Regions from separate parts of the Ovis aries genome. Here region 1 is linked to region 2. The links are chromatin contacts, called in public Hi-C maps. All regions are on one chromosome and are shown on one strand. The core of a region is the stretch at or near the end of the contact, and the rest is flanking DNA. Distances in the headings are between cores, read along the strand shown.

What was found. Hi-C and Micro-C count contacts between places; a contact is called where the count stands out from the background.
Region 1: a Hi-C map of hypothalamus shows a contact between it and region 2, with 7 times the contacts expected there. The contact joins two enhancer-like sites. A contact is called at or near these places in 2 of 16 Hi-C or Micro-C datasets (hypothalamus and muscle).

The regions. Positions count from the first base shown.
Region 1 is chr6:62,322,795-62,328,561 of ARS-UI_Ramb_v3.0, reverse strand. No RefSeq gene overlaps it. Among named protein-coding and RNA genes, the nearest start is that of GRXCR1, 69 kb to the left of the region's middle. Within about 2 kb of position 3,286, at least 11 of the 54 cell types and tissues checked have an H3K27ac peak or open chromatin away from gene starts, as enhancers often do. A contact at or near this core is called in hypothalamus, where this site is marked.
Region 2 is chr6:62,092,055-62,097,547 of ARS-UI_Ramb_v3.0, reverse strand. All of the region lies in intron 14 of ATP8A1 (ATPase phospholipid transporting 8A1), which reads left to right. Among named protein-coding and RNA genes, the nearest start is that of ATP8A1, 88 kb to the left of the region's middle. Within about 2 kb of position 2,432, at least 10 of the 54 cell types and tissues checked have an H3K27ac peak or open chromatin away from gene starts, as enhancers often do. A contact at or near this core is called in hypothalamus, where this site is marked.

The DNA of each region.
Region 1 (5,767 bases), core at 2,037-4,536, 230 kb before region 2:
GTATTTGTGAAAAGTATGCATTTCCCAGGTACCTCAGTGGTAAAGAATCCGCCTGCCAGTGCAGGAGATGCAAGACATGCAAGAGACGTGGTTTTGATCCCTGAGTCGGGTAAGATCCCCTGAAGAAGGGAATGGCAACTCACTCCAGTATGCTTACCTGGGAAATCCCGTGGATAGAGGAGTCTGATGTGCTACAGTCCATGGGGTTGCAAAAGAGTCTGACATGATTTAGCAACTACACAACAGACAACTACATACTTTAACATCTGAGACACACAACTGTTTTTTCATGTTCACTTGGAAACATTTTTTTTTCTTTATTGCTGTTGCTATGAAGAGGGCAGTGTCCAGCGTGTACAGATAAATTACACCTCCCATTCTCTACTCTCTGGGTCCCTGCCTCCCTCTTTATTCATCTTTACACAGGCAACTTTACTCTTGCCAAAAGGGCAGCTGAGACAGAAATTCTAATTTATTGTGCCATCCCTCTGAAAGCTAAAAAGGAACCAACTTATCTGAGGAACATTGTAAGATAAAAAGGGACCACTATAAATTTACCTATGCAGATAAAACTTTGAACTATGTTTTTTCACTCTGAACTATTTCTTTTCATTCATCTTCAGAAAAAATGGCCAAAGGTTGTAGTTTGTGATAACAGGTCTTGGGTGTCAGAGAGACACACTGAAACTATGACCACAACCATTTACATACACACACACCTACACACAAAGAGGTCATTCATTCAGATCTTAAGAAGAAAACAGATAAGCAGTGAGGATTTACTGTATAACACAAGGGACAATATTCAATAGCTTATAATAACCTATAATGAAAGTAATCTAAAAATACATATATAAAGCTGAATCACTTTGCTGGACACTTGAAACTAACACAATATTGTAACAACAATACTTCCATTTAATAAAGAAGAAAACCAGAAGACAAGATAGATCAGGTCTTGACTGGTACCATGGTCAAATGTCGATGTTGTTGGATTATTAGGACAGAATTATCAAAACAAAGAGAGCGAGGTCAAGCAAGCCACTGGCAGTTTCTTCTAAGCAATCTCCAACCAGTCACAGGCATGCTGTGAACAGCATCTGTGTGGCTGTAACAAGTGTTCACAGCTGGTCTGGCAAACAAAGCCTAGAGCCTAGAGCAGGAAACACATTTTCTCTTGGTCCAAAAAAGGATACTTGAGGCAAGAAGCCAGTTCAAGAACCCGTAGCTCTTTCCATTCCAAGGTCAGTCTGTCCTGTCTGAGCCAAAGACCAGGTCCCCTATTTGTCTATGAGATTTCCTTAAAGATACATAAGTAAGTAAATTTAATAAATAAACAGAAAATAAAAGATGAGACAAAACAGTCACTGCTTCAGCAGAGTCCAACTTAGGTGTTGCAGCAAGAGGGACCCCATTGAGGGCCTGAGTGGATTCTAGCCTCACTCTCAGAAATGAATCATCCAAGGAGACACACATGCTGATAATAAACCAAGAGACTTTATTGGGAAGGGACGCCTGGGTGGAAAGTGACAGGGTAAAGGAACCCAGGAAAACTGCTCTCCACGTGTTTCACAGTCTCAGGTTTTATGGTGATGGGGCTAGTTCAAAATATAACCTCAATGTGGCCATTTTTTACCACCTCCATCACTGCCACCTTTATCCAAGTCAATATTACCTCCCATCTGGACCACAAAATCATCTCTTGACTGATACCTCTATTCTATACTCACCTCTCCATAATCCATTCTGCACACATCAGAACTGTTTGTGGTTTTTTAGCTGCATTTGATCCTGACATTTTCTGATTAAAAGAAGTAGAAGTGTTGGTATAAGGGTGAGCAGTTGTCATATTTTGAATACATTTTAAAGGCACAGATGGCAGGACTGCTAAAGGATTGGAAGTACTCCCCATTATCCTTAGAATAACATCTAAACTCTTGGTCAGGGCCCCAAAGCCCTGAATGAAATGATTTCTATCCACCTCTTCAATCTTATCCCATACTGCTCTCTCCCTCCATAACTCAGTTCAATCCACAGTGATTCTAGTCACCTTCATAAAAATGCAATCCTCTGAGCTTCTGTACTTGCTCCTCCTTCCACCTGGGATGCTCTGTCTCCATCTTTGCATGTCACTCCGGGGTCAGCTCAGATGCCACTTTGCACATGTCTTACCTTTACCACCCCAAGCTGAAGTGGGTCCCCAGTCACTGTCATCTCACCCTGTTAGTATGTTTACAGAACTTATTGCTACTGCATACTTTCTTCATTTTGTCTCCCTGTTAATAATGGGAGAAGAATTTAACTTGTTTCCATTTGTATCATCCTCGGGTCTAGAAGACTGCCTGACACACAGTAGATGCTCAAGAAACATTTGTTGTGCTATTAAGTGAGAAAGTTTAAGAGAATATTTTAAGGTCATCTTTGATGAGCACCCAAGTTAGTTGTTCTTTTTGTCATCTGCTGAGGGTGTCCACTGGAGAGAATAAGTCATTTAGTGATTGAATTTCACGTTTAATAACTGCAGGCAAAAATGATCTCCATCCATAGCTGAGACTTTGCTAAACCTAATCTCAACTGTCTTAAATTGTTACATTCCCCTTTCAGTGACAAAGAGAACCAAAAACACCAAAAATAGGAAATGCAGTCCTTGACATAAAAAATAACAGTGATTCTATGAGAGGCAAAACTTATATCTGTACTTGAGAGAGACTAATTAGGCCAATGGGAAAGGCAACCACTTGTTTTGCACTTGTTTATACACTTCCATACACACCTCAATGCAAGGTCTAATACCCTCTATGAAGTAATGCATTGGTTTCATTTGATAACTGCGAGTGGCTATGATGGCCAGCATTTTATACAAACCCATCAGGTCTAAACCAAGTACAACAGAATAAAAGTAATCCAGAGGAATGTTTTAATTTAATTTAGTAATTGATCACTTTAGAGTCTATTTATATAACTAATATAATTAATAATAGTTTAGGGGCTACATTTGAGCTGAGGGAAGAATTTAGTAAGCTCTTCTCTAGGACTGGCAATAAATTTAAAATTTCAGCTTTTCTTTTGCCAAAGTGCATTGAGGGAGCAATGAACAATCCAAAGTACTTTGTGTTCTCTATCAAGAAAAGGGACAAGTATATACCACTTCCTGTAGCACAATTTCTTAAATGCCAATGTGAAAAATATCCTTTTCTTTGAAAATTTCATTTGAGCCTAGTTAATAACAAGTCCCCCAGCCAAAGCCCAGCAGAGCAATCAGCTGTGACTGTGTTCTTTGTCACAGCATTGAGAATGTGCCAAAGATGGAAAGTTCTTCTCTGAGTCTAAATGCTCCCAGGGCATGTCAGGACTACTAAGTCAAATCAGCAAATTAGGAAGTGAGAGGACAGTCATGGTGTCCTAGTTGCAGAACACAGGGCAAAACAGCCTGGCTTGCTGAGTTCCTCTGCTCAATCTGAGACCAATATAGAAGCAAGAGGGGAGTATGAGTTACAGTAACTAATGCACATACAAAATGCATATGCTCATGAAACCCTGGGGATCAAATGCTTTTTCTAACTGGACTGGGTGTGAGAGGTAGAAGACTGACTGCAGCCTGGGGCCAATGACAGCCAAAACCAGTCATAAGAGAAGAAAACCTTCCAGGTTGGCTCTTGCATCTTGCCACATTAGTCTGGGAGATTATAGTCTGGCCTTTTACTATAGAAATCAGCAACATGAGTTCAAGTTGCCCTGGTGAAAACATTGCAAAATCTCTGCTGAATGAAGTGTAGATGAAAATATGTGAGCTACCTGGACAAACTGGAAAACCTACCCCTCCTAACCCTTCTTCCCTCAAACCCTAAGCTGCTAGCTTCCAACCTAAAAAGATATGATGTTCTGCTAAAGCTTTGCTATTTTTAACATTTTTATCATATTTATTTTTTAGATCTAATATTTTAATTGAAATATATTTGACAGCTAACAGTGTATAAATGTAAGGTGTACATTTATACAAGTACAACAATTTGATACATTTATATATTGGAATATGATTAACATTATAGTGATAATTAGCACTTATATCACCTGATGTGATTATCATTTCTTTCTAGTGGTTGGCATAATTAAGACTTAGTCTCTTAGTAATTTTGATGATTATAGTACAACATCATTGTTATATTCACTATACTGTGCATTAGATCTTTAGGATTTACTACTCATAAGTTTTTACTCTTAAACATCATCTGTCCTATCTCTCCCACCATCTCCTGAAAACACCATTGTACTTATCTCATTGAGCATAATGTCTCTTTATTAACTTAAAGGTGAAACTCTGAGTTGCTTGGTGAAGTGATATAAATTAGGAATGATACAAGCAAGTGTTTTGTACCTGGAGATCATATCCTTCATTGTCCTTAAACTCACCATATAGACAATACAAAACCAAAAGTTAATAGAAGGAAATGAAACCATAAAGATCAGAGCAGAAATATGAAATAGAGATTAAAAAACAATAGAAAATATAAATAAAACTAGTTCTTTGAAAAAATAAAGTTAACAAACTTTTAGCCAGACTCGTTAAGAAAAAAAGGGAGAGGACTCAAATCAATAAAAATCAGAAATGGGAAAGGGAAAGTTACAACTGACACTACAGAAATACAAAGGATCATAAGAGACTACCGCAAGCAACTATACACCTTAAAATGGACAACCTAGAAGAAATGGACAGTCTTATAAAGGTACAGTCTCCCAAAACTGAATCAAGAAGAAACAGAAAATATGAACAGATCAATTACCAGTACCATCAATTATCAAATGGAATCAGTAATTTTAAAACTCCCAACAAACAGAAGTCCAGAACCAGATGACTTCAATAGGCGATTTCTACCAAACATTTAGAGAAGAGTTAACATCTATTCTTCTGAAAGAATTCTAAGATATTGTAGAGGAAGGAATACTTATGAACTCATTCTATGAAGAAACTATCACCCTGATACCAAAACCAAACAAAGATAATCACACACACACCCCAAAATTACAGGCCAATATCATTGATGAACACAGATGCAAAACTCAACAAAATAGTAGCAAACTGACTCCAACAATACATTAAAATCACTGTGCACCATGATCAAGTGGGATTTATCCAAGAGATGAAAGGATTTTTCAATATCCCCTAATCAATCAATTTGTTGTGATATGACAAATTAGCAAATGAAGAATAAAAACCACATGATTATCTCAACAGATGCAGGAAAAGCTTCTGATAAAATTTAATGTCTACTAATGACAAAATGAAAGTTGCTTAGTCGTGTCCAACTCTGTGACCCCATGGAGTGGAATTCTCCAGGCCAGTATACTGGAGTGAGTATTCATTCCCTTCTCCAGGGAATCTTTCCAACCCAGGGATCGAACCTAGGTATCTCACATTGCAGGCAGATTCTTTACCAGCTGAGCCTCCAGGGGAGCCCAGGAATACTGGAGTGGGCAGCCTATCTCTTCTCTACCAGATCTTCCTGACCCAGGAATCAAACTGGGGTCTCCTGCATTGCAGGCAGATTCTTTACCAACTGAGCTACCAGGGAAGCATTGATGACAAAAACTCACAAAGTAGGCCTACAGGGAACTTGCCTCAACATAATAAAGGCCATATATAACCCACAGTTAATATCATACTCAATAGTTATTACTGTCTTTTAAAAAAATGTGGGGAGGGGGCAAAACCCTCTAGAATCAAGATGGTAAGTTAGCACTCTGTTTATTTAAATATGCTTGCTTTGAA
Region 2 (5,493 bases), core at 1,183-3,682:
ATATATGTGCTTATAGGATCCTTAACCCTGATTGAATTTTTTTTTTTTTTTCCTTTTACTACTTTATACTTATGGTACCTGCATAGAGATATAGATGTTCTGGAAATTTCCAGTTCAGAAACCTCAGACTGTCATCCAATATGATAAATTTATACAATACTTAAAAGTACAAAGGCTCCTTTTCTTTAAGAAACAATACTAGAAAACTCATAAAGTTATTGACACAAGTAATTGTCCTATCCCCTCCCCTAAGCATTTCTGATGGACAATTGGGATGTCAGCATTGCAGAGAGTTGTTGATACATGAAAGCTTTAGAGAAACAGAGACTTTAGACTACTCAGTTGACTACGATAGGAGAGACACACAGCTATTGCTTAATTCTGTCAAACTCCACAGGAAAAAGTAATGACTGAAAACCACCTTTCTGTGGGCATTTCCTCTGGATGCTCTTGGGTTAAAGGAACCATGACATGGTTATACTGTCCCGTCTGCCCATGGAAGTGTTTTGCATTGTTTAACACGGGAAGCTCTTATTAATACACATATGTACTTTCACCTCCAGAAGAAGAAAACAGAGATTGTCTCCTCAGAATTTAGCCAAACAAAGGAAAATAACACATAGTTTTATATACTAACAAATGCCTTTGGGGTTATGATTTCAGAGCTGATGCTTCTTAAGCACTTTTTAAGAAAATAAAATCTCTTTCTACCTTAGAGTCCAAGATGAGTTCTGTTGGCTTTTATCAGTTTGAAAGACAAGACTTGAAGTCTCTTGGTAGTATAATCTTTACCTCATTCAGTGCATTTTATAGATTTGTAGGAAGAAGATATTTAACACTTAAAACAAAGCTCCAAAATTTAGTCTTAGTAAGTTTTCCCTCATTTCTTTTAACTTTGGCCCTAAATTGGATTCGTGATGGTCAATGAAATAAAAGATTTGTACACACCTAGTACACACTTAGCAATGATGTTTATTTTGTAAAGATTAACTTTGTCAGAAGTACCACCATAATTAAACTTGTTAGACTGTTTCATTAGATTTTAGTTAAATGTAAATAAATTGTAATATCATATTTATAAATTTAACTTATTACAAACTAGAAATTCTGCTGTTAAACATTTACTAAAGCATAATTTCAACAAATTACTTCTTATACTAATTCAGTTTTATCACAGTTACTTGAAAGCCAGAAATAGGTAATGAGGTTTTTATGTTCAGTGGGTAGAATTCTCAACACAGTGACTATTCTCGGCTATAGTCCTAAGTACCTTCTTTGTTGATAATTTAAAATCTTACTATTAGAATGAGCTGATGAACTGGAAAGTTTTTTGTTTTGTTTTTTTAAGACTGTAAAGCAAATTAATATTATATTTTCACATGGGCAAGTCATTTTAATCAGTATTAAAAACATTTCATTGACTTTTTCCCTTTAAGTGAAACCCAAATGCTCCTAATAATAATCTTTATTTACATGTGAAAATAGCATGTGAGTAGTTTTACTTGACAATATTTTGTTTAGCAATGTTTGCTGAAAGAGTGGGCAACTTCTTTAAGTCTGAGAGGAAATTCACCATGAGAAACTTCACAATTATCAAAATTGCCCCAAGGTCTATACTATAACCAATAAATATATCTCACTTCTCACTGTGACTGGTGGATAAAGCTGGGTAAAAACCATTCATTTATTCTCATGCCTCAACAAGTGTTCGTCTCTATGTACAACATGTAGTACTTTGTTAGATGTTGGGAATTTAATGATAAGCCAAAGTTCACCTGGCTTCCACCCCCCTGAAGTTTATAGTCTAATTGGAGGTTAATGGATGTAATTAAATCACCATGCAGACAATTATAAAATCAGAATGCAGTACAAAGGTTTATTGAGGCTGTGATTGAGGACAGGGTAGAGGGGTGTGATCTCATCACTGAGACCAGGCACTGGGATGCTTCACACTGAGATCAAGAATGAGTTTAAGAACTTCCCAAGCAGATGTAACAGCACTGACCTCCCATGGCAAATAACCAGACAGAAGGTACATATCAGAGCTACTAGAGCCGTGATCTTGGGGAAACTCATGCAGACAGAATAAAGTAACAGATGTATGGATCACCCGCTGCTCTTCTCATTCAGAATAGCCCTGAACATCTGCCAAGGTTGAACCACACCCAGGGAGTGCAGCCCTGAGCCTTGAGCTCTGAGGCTCCAGCCCCTCTCCCAGTAGGAGATCCAGGGCTGCTGTACACCACCAGGGCAACTTGGCAGAACCTTGGTGCCGTGTTTTTGCTTGGGTAGCGTCAGACCCTCCCTTGCTGTAGTTCAAGGACTCATCTAAGCCTTGAGGTTGATGAGAAGTGATTGCCTAGAGCACTGGGCTGCAGCTAGTTTTCAGAGCTTGGCAGGAGGCCATGGCTTTTTCTGGGCTCACTGAGGGCTCATTTAGACCTTCCCCTCAAGCATCTAAAAACATCCTTTGTTAGAAGAGAGGACAGTGAGTAAGGAGACTGCCCCAACTGTGACTGGAGTGAAGGTGGTGGGTGGAGCCTGCACCAGAGACAGTTGATGCTTTGGAGGTCCCTTAGAGTGATGAGGTCCATGCATGGCCAGTTTGGTGGAAGGGTAAGAAACAGAGGCCATTTAGGAAGTGAGAGGATTTTCCCCAGTTTTCAGTGAACATTGTATATTTATCAAAAACAGTGATGTTATACTGAACTCTGCATCTTTAAACTCTACCTACATCTGATATATTTAATTTAAAGGAAAACTATTGAATGACCTTGTATAATGAAAGAAACGAGAGATAAGGAAATCTGTTTTAGCTGCTGAGAGAGTAGATTTTAAGTGTTCTCACCATAAAAAAAAAAAAAGAAATGGTAAATAGGTGATGGGTGGGAGTGTTAGCTAAAACTATGATTTGCAGGAGACGTAAGAGACGCAGGTTCAATCCCTGGGTCGAGAAGATCTGCTGGAGAAGGGCATGGCAACCAACTCCAGTATTCTTGCCTGGAAAATCCCATGGACAGAGGAGCCTGGGGGGTTACAGTCCATAGGGCCACAAAGAGTCAGACACAACTGAAGCAACTTAGCCCACATGCACGTAATGGTAATCACTTTGCAAGATATATTAGTATCAAATCACACTGTATACCTTGCACTTGCACAGCGTTGTATGTCTCAAGACAGCGAGAAAAAAAATCTAAACAATAAAAAGAAAATTTTAGTAAATAAATACATAAATAAGTAAAATAAAATCTGCTCCGTCATGTATTACGGACCCCTTCGGTCACATCACTGGTTGGTTGAAATGGAAGCTATTCACAGATCCAGTGCTCCGATGAGCTGATGGACGAAAATGAAGTATTGATGACTGTGTTTTCTTTTTGACGTAATAAGTTGTTTTAACGGCTGAGTTATGGTTTAAATGAGCATTTTTGAGTATCTTTTAAAATGCTTATCTTTCACACTGTGGTGCTCTTTAGCTGTAGCAGTGTGATTAACTTTTACTTTACTATACCTGTGTAAAGAGCCACCCCTGCATGGCAATCAAATACGTTTCTGAAATGCACTTAGCAGATTTTATCAGTGTGACAGTTTGTTCTTAGTAACACGCTTTTTTTTATTAAAACACTTTATTCTCATTATGCATTGTGTGATGAATTTTCCATTGGCTTTAGCCTGTGTTTAAACTCTTAAGTTTAATATTTTCTACTGAATACTGGTTTCTGTGCATAAAATTGGGAAATTTCATGGTGAAGAGGCAAGTTGGCTATCCAACGAAAGAACAACTTAGTAAATCTGCTTAGTTACCATAAATTATACTTTCTATACTAACTGCCATTCTTTCCAAATCAGCTAAAAGTTTATTTCCTTAACTGACCCATCTCTCAGTTCTTCCCTTATTCATGCTTTTGTGTTTCCAGCCTTTCTTTGATTATTTTTTCCTTTCTTTGTGTCCCTCCTCTTGCTTTCTGAAGCCATGTCCCTGAACCTGAGGATTATGGCTGCTCTCCTGATGAATGGTAAGCTGCATGGATCTTTCTGTCTCGTTGATCCATTTAAAAGGTTTGCATTTTATTGTTTTGTTAGATGCATTTCACTACTTTGAAAAAAATTTACTAATCAGGCAGGATAACAATGCTGTAAAATATTTCTTAAAATCTGCTGAATAAAAACAGACAAATCCGTTGAATAGCCCTGATGTCCTGTTGAATAACCTTTAATCATTTTATGAACATTTAGTTCAAAGTTTAGGCTTGCTGATTTTATGCAGCTATGTATCTATAATAAAATCTATACCAATCAACTTAAGAGTCCTTGGTCTGTGGACTACCTAAGATTTCAGGGACAGCTCCATAAATTTTATTTTTTTTAGCTCAGCACTGCCACCTTCTGCCACTGTTTGTATACTCTACAGAGCTACAGAAAAATGCTCCTGAAACATAACCACACAGTGTAAATTTCCTTTACATTTATTTTCATTAATTTGCTAAATCTGTTTGGAGGCTATAACATAAACATTTTTTAGTGAAATATCTGGAACAGATGTTGGGAAAGTATGCTACCAAGAACTAGGGTTAATAGGAATATAATTAATTTTAGAATTATTGAATAACATTTTATAAGCTTAATTTCAGTACATATTGGGTTTTTTGTCTTACTTTAAAATCCTCGCCATGGTTTACATTTTCATTTAGAACGACGAGTTTATTTCAATAATTCATTGCAATCTGGTGGCAAATGAAATTTCAGAAAGCAGATTTCTTTAATGCTCATAACTGTAAAAAAACAGTATGGCTTTATGTGTGATTACATTTCTATTTTCAGATGACACAGGGTATTTTATGATTAAGCCTTAGTTTTCAACTTGGATTTTATTTCAATAAAGTAGAGATTTGGTAACAATTTGCAATAAGCCTCACACTACCTGGAGTTAACGACAGAGGCAGCTGTTTGGTTCATGTGATAACTGATGATTCATTGCACTTAAGCTCATTGCTTGGAGTGGCATGCATTTCTACACCTATCCACAACTGAATAATTGTCTTTTAAATGTGCCAAAACGTCTTACTGTTGGTAGATAATTCAAGTGTAATGATGTAGATATTCTCTTCTACTTAATCTTTTGAGAATGTAGTTAAAATTTTGATTAATATCTTTTTACTTGTTGCTTTTCAACAGAATTGAATATATATGTTTATTTTTAGAATGTATGTTTTTTCTAAGATAAATCACTTTTTCTTGAGAAGGAAATTACCTTCACCATATTCTTATTAAGATTGGATGAAAATGTTAACAGTTGTTTACCTAGGTCATTTAAAATATTCTACTTTCAGTAGAGGTTGTTTCATGATTTTTATCACTATTGGGAAGAGACATTATTTTATCTGTTTAAGTTTTTTATGTAAAACACCCTTTCTGGAAACTTGATATTCTAAACTGGGTAATTCCAAATTTACAATGTCAACTTTTTCATAAATGTTTATATAGTTCCACTTG